Regions from separate parts of the Bicyclus anynana genome. Here region 1 is linked to region 2. Evidence: chromatin contacts called from public Hi-C data. All regions are on one chromosome and are shown on one strand. The core of a region is the stretch at or near the end of the contact, and the rest is flanking DNA. Distances in the headings are between cores, read along the strand shown.

What was found. Hi-C and Micro-C count contacts between places; a contact is called where the count stands out from the background.
Region 1: a Hi-C map of whole body shows a contact between it and region 2, with 5 times the contacts expected there. The contact joins two enhancer-like sites. A contact is called at or near these places in 2 of 2 Hi-C or Micro-C datasets (whole body and whole larva).

Annotation. Positions count from the first base shown.
Region 1 is chr7:1,623,494-1,627,256 of ilBicAnyn1.1, forward strand. No RefSeq gene overlaps it. Among protein-coding and RNA genes, the nearest start is that of LOC112047392, 8.4 kb to the right of the region's middle. Within about 2 kb of position 2,443, at least 6 of the 8 cell types and tissues checked have open chromatin away from gene starts, as enhancers often do.
Region 2 is chr7:1,525,140-1,528,853 of ilBicAnyn1.1, forward strand. All of the region lies in intron 1 of LOC112047339 (four and a half LIM domains protein 2), which reads right to left. Among protein-coding and RNA genes, the nearest start is that of LOC112047341, 30 kb to the right of the region's middle. Within about 2 kb of position 2,207, at least 6 of the 8 cell types and tissues checked have open chromatin away from gene starts, as enhancers often do.

The DNA.
Region 1 (3,763 bases), core at 1,193-3,692, 99 kb after region 2:
CTTTACAACGCGATTCTTTCGCTGACAGAAACTATTAAGCGTTGAAATTATATTAAAAATTTTAATTACGGGCAATTCATTAGATCTGTAATAATAGGACATTCTCGAGCGCCCTTGGTCCATTTATAGGGACCCTATAATAGGGTGCAAACTTGAAAGTTATCGCAAGCATATTTAGTGTCAGGGCCATGAATTTATTTTCATTTAAGCAACAGTCATAATGTTAATTTGTTGGCTCAGACCAATTACCTCTGGATTTGAATCGCATTCAAATTCACTAACAAAATTGTCTGTAGTTTTTTTGATGAGGTCGAGGTAAACTAGCACATTGAATTTTAACACTAATAAATACGTCCTGTGTCCTTACACAACTGTAAATTATAAATCGTAATACGCACACGTGTAATTTTAGCACAATGAAACATCGATTCTATAGATCCAGTTTGTATAACAACGTGATCATATAGTTTTGACAGAGGGGTAACGTCTAGCCAGGCAGGTCCTAGCACTAGCAGCGGACGTCCATCGGCTGTTAATGATGCTTATGATGAATGAAATACTCCACATAACGAGGCAGCTAGATCGCATAATGTTTAATGGATCTCTATCGGCCGGAATAGACAATGTCCAATGATGCTACCATTTTTCATATTTTTTATTCCACATTATGTTAATATTAACATACGATATGAGTGAATATTAAAAAATGCTATTTACTTAGAAAGAGCCATAGTAGCTCAACGATAAAGCAGTCGGAGTTACGGAGTCGGTGGTTCGATCCCCGTAAATTTACGTAAATTTTACACTCGACAAAACGAGGCAGCTAGTTCGCATAATGTTTAGTGGATCTCTATCGGCCGGAATAGGCAATGTCGAATGATGTTACCTACCATTTACTTTATTTTTTTACTCCACATTGTGTTAATATTAAAGTAGTGTAGTAGTAGTGAATATTAAAAAAAACCCTATATACTTAGCAAAAGCCTTTTAGCTCAACGGTTAAGCAGTCGGAGTCATCAATGGTGGTTCGATCCCCGTAAAACGTAAATTCTAAATATAATTCCTCCAAGTAGTCCTTCATGATTAGTTAGAGGGAAATGGTAATGGTAATGACAAATATTCTTTTTAAAAATTAGACGTCACGGTCCAAATTGCGCAGTTACTTACCGTACTAATACCACTAATTTGAACCCAGGACCTCGTTTTCTAAGACCACATAGGCTAACCAGTGTACCATAGAGGCATACCAATAATAGCGCTGCTTAATGTCGCGTATCGGATTCATTGAAACCTTACGAATGAAATTAATCCGGTTACAGAGGAAGTGGGTCATTTTCTCCCTCAGCTTGTGTTGATACATTACCATAGACCTCGGCGGATAATGGTGCGGCGCATTGCGGTGACTTCATACTTTCATACGCAAATCGCGTCGTTTTCATTAACTGTTCTATTGTGGTAGGCGTCCACTGATCCGCATCGTATGTATCAGACTCGTCTCAACAAACGAATTTTTTATTTTACGGTAGAAAAAATCCGTTTGATGCGTTCCCCACGATGCGGATCAGTGGACGCACTTTTATAACTTTTTATAGTAAGTATAGTTAAATCCGTTTGATACCATACATCCAATGTGTACAATGTGGATATGTGGACGCTGTGCAGCGCATTGCGGGACTTCATACTTTCATACGCAAATCGCATCGTTTTCATTAACTGTTCTATTATAGTAGGCTTCCACTGATCCGTATCGTACGTATCGGACGCATCGGATCAAACGGATTTTTAATTTTTCGGTAGGAAAAATCCGTAAGATGCGGATCAGTGGACGCACTTGTATGACTTTCTATAGCAGGGTTTCTCAAAGTGGGGTACGCGAACCCCCTAACATTAAATCCATTTGCGACAAGAAAGAAGCACACCCATCACATTAATATTACAAAAACATTTCTTTTAGTACTTTATGTGTTACCTTTTATTCAAATAAAAACCTTATTTTCTTTAGCAGTCAAAATATTTTTTTTTTGGGGAGGAGGAGGAGGTTCGTTAGTAAGCGTTAGTAAGGGGTTCGCTGTCAATTGGAAATTTTAACAGAGGTTCGTGGAGCCGAAAGTTTGAGAAACCCTTTTCTATACTAAGAATACTAAAATCCGTTTGATGCCATGCGTCCGATGTGTACTTACGATGCGGATATGTGGACGCCTACCGTAATAGTGCGGCGCATTGCAGTGACTTCATAGTTTCATCGCATCGTTTTCATTAACTGTTTCTATTATGGTACGGTTACAGAGAGACTTGTTGTCGTTTGATAACTTCTTACTACATAAGTAAGTCGTGACTTTAAGTTTTCGACTTTACTTATTACCATTATTATGCTTTTATAAGAAGTTAGTGCTCAAAAGATCACATAGCTCGTAAAAAGTATAGCGCCATCTATTGAGTCATTTTTAAAATATAACAAATAGCACCATCTGGCGGCGAGTAGCTAAAATACTAAATTTATATTCATTACTAGATGGCAATAGTTGTATTAAAAAGTTCTAGATTTGTATAGTTTGATAGGTAACTTGGCATAAGTTCCTTTGTATTCTTTCTCAATAAATAAAAAAGAAATTAAAAAGAAATAACCTGAAATATAAAATGTGAAAGGTCCTCATTGGGGGCACCACATGTATTTTTTTAACCACTGTTGCGGAATTAGAATTTGTTTTTTTTTTTATTTTTTGGTCAGGCCAATATTGAGATATTGAACGTTCAGATACTGAATAAACGTTAAAATATTGATTAAAAAACTGAAATTTACATTTTATTTTAAAGTAGTGGATGCCCGCGACTTTGTACGCGTAAAATTCAGTGGAACCATTGATGTTTCTTGTTTATAAAATAGCCTATAATAATAATGTAGTTTAATATCTTTATCTTGCAGTAAAAGTTCTGTTAAAATCAGTTCAGTTGTTCCAGAGATTAGTCCGGAGTCCGGACAAAAAATAGACAGACATACAAAACCCCTTTATAATATTAGTATTACAAGTTAGCCCTTGATTGTTATCTCACGTTTTATGTGACGATGTAATCTAAGATAGAAGCGGACTTGAAAGAGGAACAAGTTCTATCCATACATAGTTCTGACGGTTTCTACACGGCATCGTACCGGAACGCTAAATCGCTTGGCGTAAGTTTTTGTCGGTATGGGGTAGTAACTATCCACGGTAGACCAAACCTGATCACATTTAAAAAATATAAAATCCTTAACCGACTCGAACTGGGAATCAAACCCCGGATCTCTCTGTTGAGAACCACAACACTATAGTCCACAAGTTTAGGTTTTTTACACAACAATAATAGTACTCAAAAAGGTTCTTTTTTATATTTCTTTTTTCTAAAGCGACACTTTTCGTTTCGATTCACATACATTTTATTTTTAATAATAAGCTTTACGGCTCTGGGTTCTAGCCCTTTTGAGTCCGGATTCACATACAATAAATTAATTATCTCGGACCAATTATAGAAAGACCTGACTCGCAAGACGTTGCCTCTCTGTCAAACAACCGATCGATTGTATCGATGTTTCATTGTTGTAATCGTTTTCGTCGTCTAAAAAACTCCCTAAAAATTCAGGTTTGTGTAGTAAGTAGTCAGTCAATCACAACTTCTAATTCACTAAAAGATAACGTGACGTTTAATTTGAAAATATTTCTATTTTATTTTTGTTATTCTTTACATGTTAGCCCTTGATTTCAGTCTCACCTCTCTATGGTAACTGATG
Region 2 (3,714 bases), core at 957-3,456:
AACAGCCTGAGATATTGCTATTTGATCAATAATTCTTATAGAAGTATTTTTGAAGTAGTAAAACAGTTATTTTTTTTAATTAGTCTTTGGTTTCTCAAAAAAGCTTCTTTATACATATTACCATTAGTTTATTCAAAGCATCGATGTAACATCCGTTGAAATGGTTGCTTAAGTTGGATATGCCGTCTTTATCATAATCATTATCAGATATATCTGACAGTTTATCTTCCTCTGAATCACATTCACTATAACTGTCAGACGTGGACTCACTTTCGCGTTTTTGACCAAATAATTTGAATATGCCACGTTTTTCAACCCAAGATTCTGTCACTTCTTCTCTGAAGCTATTGGCTTTCTTTTGCTTCTTGTGAATTTTGAAAGGCACTTGTTTAAATCTTGGATGTGTTATGCACGGTTTTGCTTTTACTGTTCTTTTGTACAATTTCTCATAATCTTCCTCCGTGACCCCGCAATGATACAGAAGGTAGTCCTTTCTAATTTGTTCTCTTCCACCTAGATCTCTCCAACACGTTTCTTTCTCTTTGACTCCTAAGTAATAGTCTAAGTCTCTCTCTCCTAGATCACAACAATCATCGTCTTCACCTACTTCATCATTGTTTACTCCAGGTTGTTCGTTTGCCAGATTGTCCTCCACTATTCTAGCTAATAGATTATATTTCCGTGTATTCGGCATTTTTTTTAACAAGCTCGCTGTGTTAGTCGTTAAGAATTTGGTTGTTTTTCTGTAAACTGATGCGACGGATTCTCTTCTACGTTTCAGGTTGTACATGTTTATTCTATTCAGTTTACTCAGAGTAAAAAATGCCTTTATTACTAGCAAAACACTTTCCCAATTCATTTCAGTCTAGATTCCTTTTTAATTGACATAGTCACTTTATTTAATTGACAAAATTTTTCAGTTCCTTAAATTGTTTATACGAATTTTAATTGAAAGCAATTTTCAACTTTTTTTTTGTTTAGTGTGCAAATCTAAAACTTCTTTAAAAGAATATTTAGTTTACACACACAAACGTACTTGGTACCTACGTCATCTTAAAACAACATCCAAACCTAAACGGACTTTATGGAATAGATTGACATTATTACTTAGTAAGTAAAAACACGTTTTATTTATATTTATTAAGTGTTTCGATGTGTACAAATGTGAGACAATCCGAACACTGCACCATTACATCTATGTAAACTTCTTCCTGACACACGTTATTACGACTAATAACACAAACAAAAGGAAGTTTCGGAGGGTAGTTCGTGTTGCGGTGGTCGCGTCGGACTAGCGCCTTTTTATATTGTTACGATTCAATTGCGAAAGTGACGTGATAATGGTCACCTGTCTGTGGGCGTACGGGCTTTACACGACAATTATACGTCGACCCCCAATCACTAGCGATCTTAGCGGAATTGCAAAGAAAAGAATAGGTCTCGCCATAGTGGTTGAACCAGTGGGTGTGGAGACTTTACGATCATGCAAACAATAGGGCTAAATGGTGTCTATCGTAAATGGCTTGACAAATTGCAACACCCTCGGGCAGAATTGCTTGTTAAGTCCCTTGTTAGTGGTGGCGATTTGTTGTTGTCGTTCCTATTTCTGACCACTTAATAAAAAAAAAACAGTCAAAACAACGATGTCAACTTCCTAGACTAAACTTAATTAGGTAGTAGCCCAGGATCCGTGGAGCATTTTTACAATTGATTACTATCAATTTAATTTTCCGTGAGTATATAATAAGGCAATAAAAATTTCTGAGCGTCAGAAGTAGGTAATGTATTACGCAATTCGTAGGGCATTGACGCATTGTGGTTGCTAAGTTGTATAACTATTAATTAAGCAACTGTAAAAAATATCTGGTTAGTAAAGAAGAATCAAGAATTTTCGTAAATAAAAAAGTTGAGCGTCTCATCAAGATGAAGCTAATCACGGAAAATTAACTTGATATTAATCAATAGTAAAAATGCTCCACTGATCCTAGACTATAGGCACGCATTCATTTAGACAATTTGTAAAATTAAATTGAATGGTAGTAAAGTAATTCTTAAATGATGTTTTAGCGTTTTACTAATAAATGTTGTAGCTAATAGATTTATCGTAACCAATTTTTAATTAAAGTTCTTCATCATTCAGAAGATTTTAAAATTTGGTGCTGCCATCTACGTGTACCCTAGTGAACTATCTCAGTTGTCACAAATGGAAGGTTTGTTTCGAAGTTACAAATTTATGAATGAACCATAACTTTGTTCCGCCATCTAGTGGTGAGTAGTAACAATTCATACTTTTTAAAAATTATTTTAATTTCTTTTTGATCGTCTGAGTGTTTTGAACTTCTGAAATTGATTATTAAACTTCAGTCTACATATATATACCTTTTTAAAATACCCTGCCTGCTACCTACCTGCTAAATTAGAATGACGGACAAAGTTACTGAAATAACTAAACAAGTAGCAAAACTAAAGTTATAATTGGCGGGATACATATTTCTTGTTTTCAGTTGGTCGATCCTTCCTCCACTATGATAGACTTTTTTTTTATTGTAGGAGGATATCCTCATAGATGAAATCCAGGTATCCTGGATGACTATGTCTGACTTCACCGTTGAGTATTTGATACTCGGTGCCCTACTACTAAAACTTCCTACATTCGCCGACCGTCCTTCTCGGTACCGATGTAAACATTACTTCGGTTTAACATTATTACTTTTTTGGGATTATGAAGTCGGATCAATTTGTTTGTTAAAAATATTTTATTTTTCTGTTTTTAGTGTGTCTTAGACTCCTAGCATTTAATTTTCATAGAAATTGGTTTAGTAATTTTGGGTTAAAATGAAAATAATGAAATGACCCGTACTATGGCGCTTGGCAGTCACGGTACGGGAAATTTCGTTATTGTCATTTTAACACAAAATTACTAAAGCGATTTTCATGAAAATTAAATGGGACCAATCTGGAAGAATTTTTAACATACGCTTTGAATTGAGAACCTCCTCCTTTTTTTGAAGTCGGTTAAAAAGTGACACAAGAAGCCGCTGGTTACAAGTCTGAACGTACATTGGCTGATGTGAAGATAATGATGATGATGACCGCGCCTTGCCAGATATGCTCCGGCCCTAATTAGCAGTCATTATCATTATCTCGAGCCGTGATAGCCCAGTGGATATGACCTTTACCTTCGATTTGAAAGGCCTAGGTACAAATCCGGTCCGGGGCACGCACTTCCAACTTTTCAGTAATGTGCATTTTAAGAAATTAAATATCACGTATCTCAAACGGTGAAGGAAAAATATCGTGAGAAAACCTGCACACCAGAGAATTTTCTTAAATCTCTACGTGTGTGAAGTCTGCCAATCCGCATTAGGCCAGTGTGGTGGACTATTGGCCTAACCCCTCTCGTTGTGAGAGGAGACCCGTGCTCAACAGTGAGCCGAAAGTGAGTTGCTAATCTTGATGATCATTATCTCTGATGGATTATCTCCGTCCAGTGCTCTTGTGCCGACTTCCAAATACCACGGCCTTAGCCGGCATCCAATGCCTCCCTTTTTTTTCTAATAGTGTATGTAGGCTAGGCCGTAGGCTCCTTATGGGACCTCAGCGGCGTCACCGAGGGGTAAATGGCTCCCTGCAGCCTGCTTAATGATATAAGTCCACCTAGAGGGGTCAATATTTCATCACCTTGGCCACAGCCTTGGCATTCGAACCATCGAT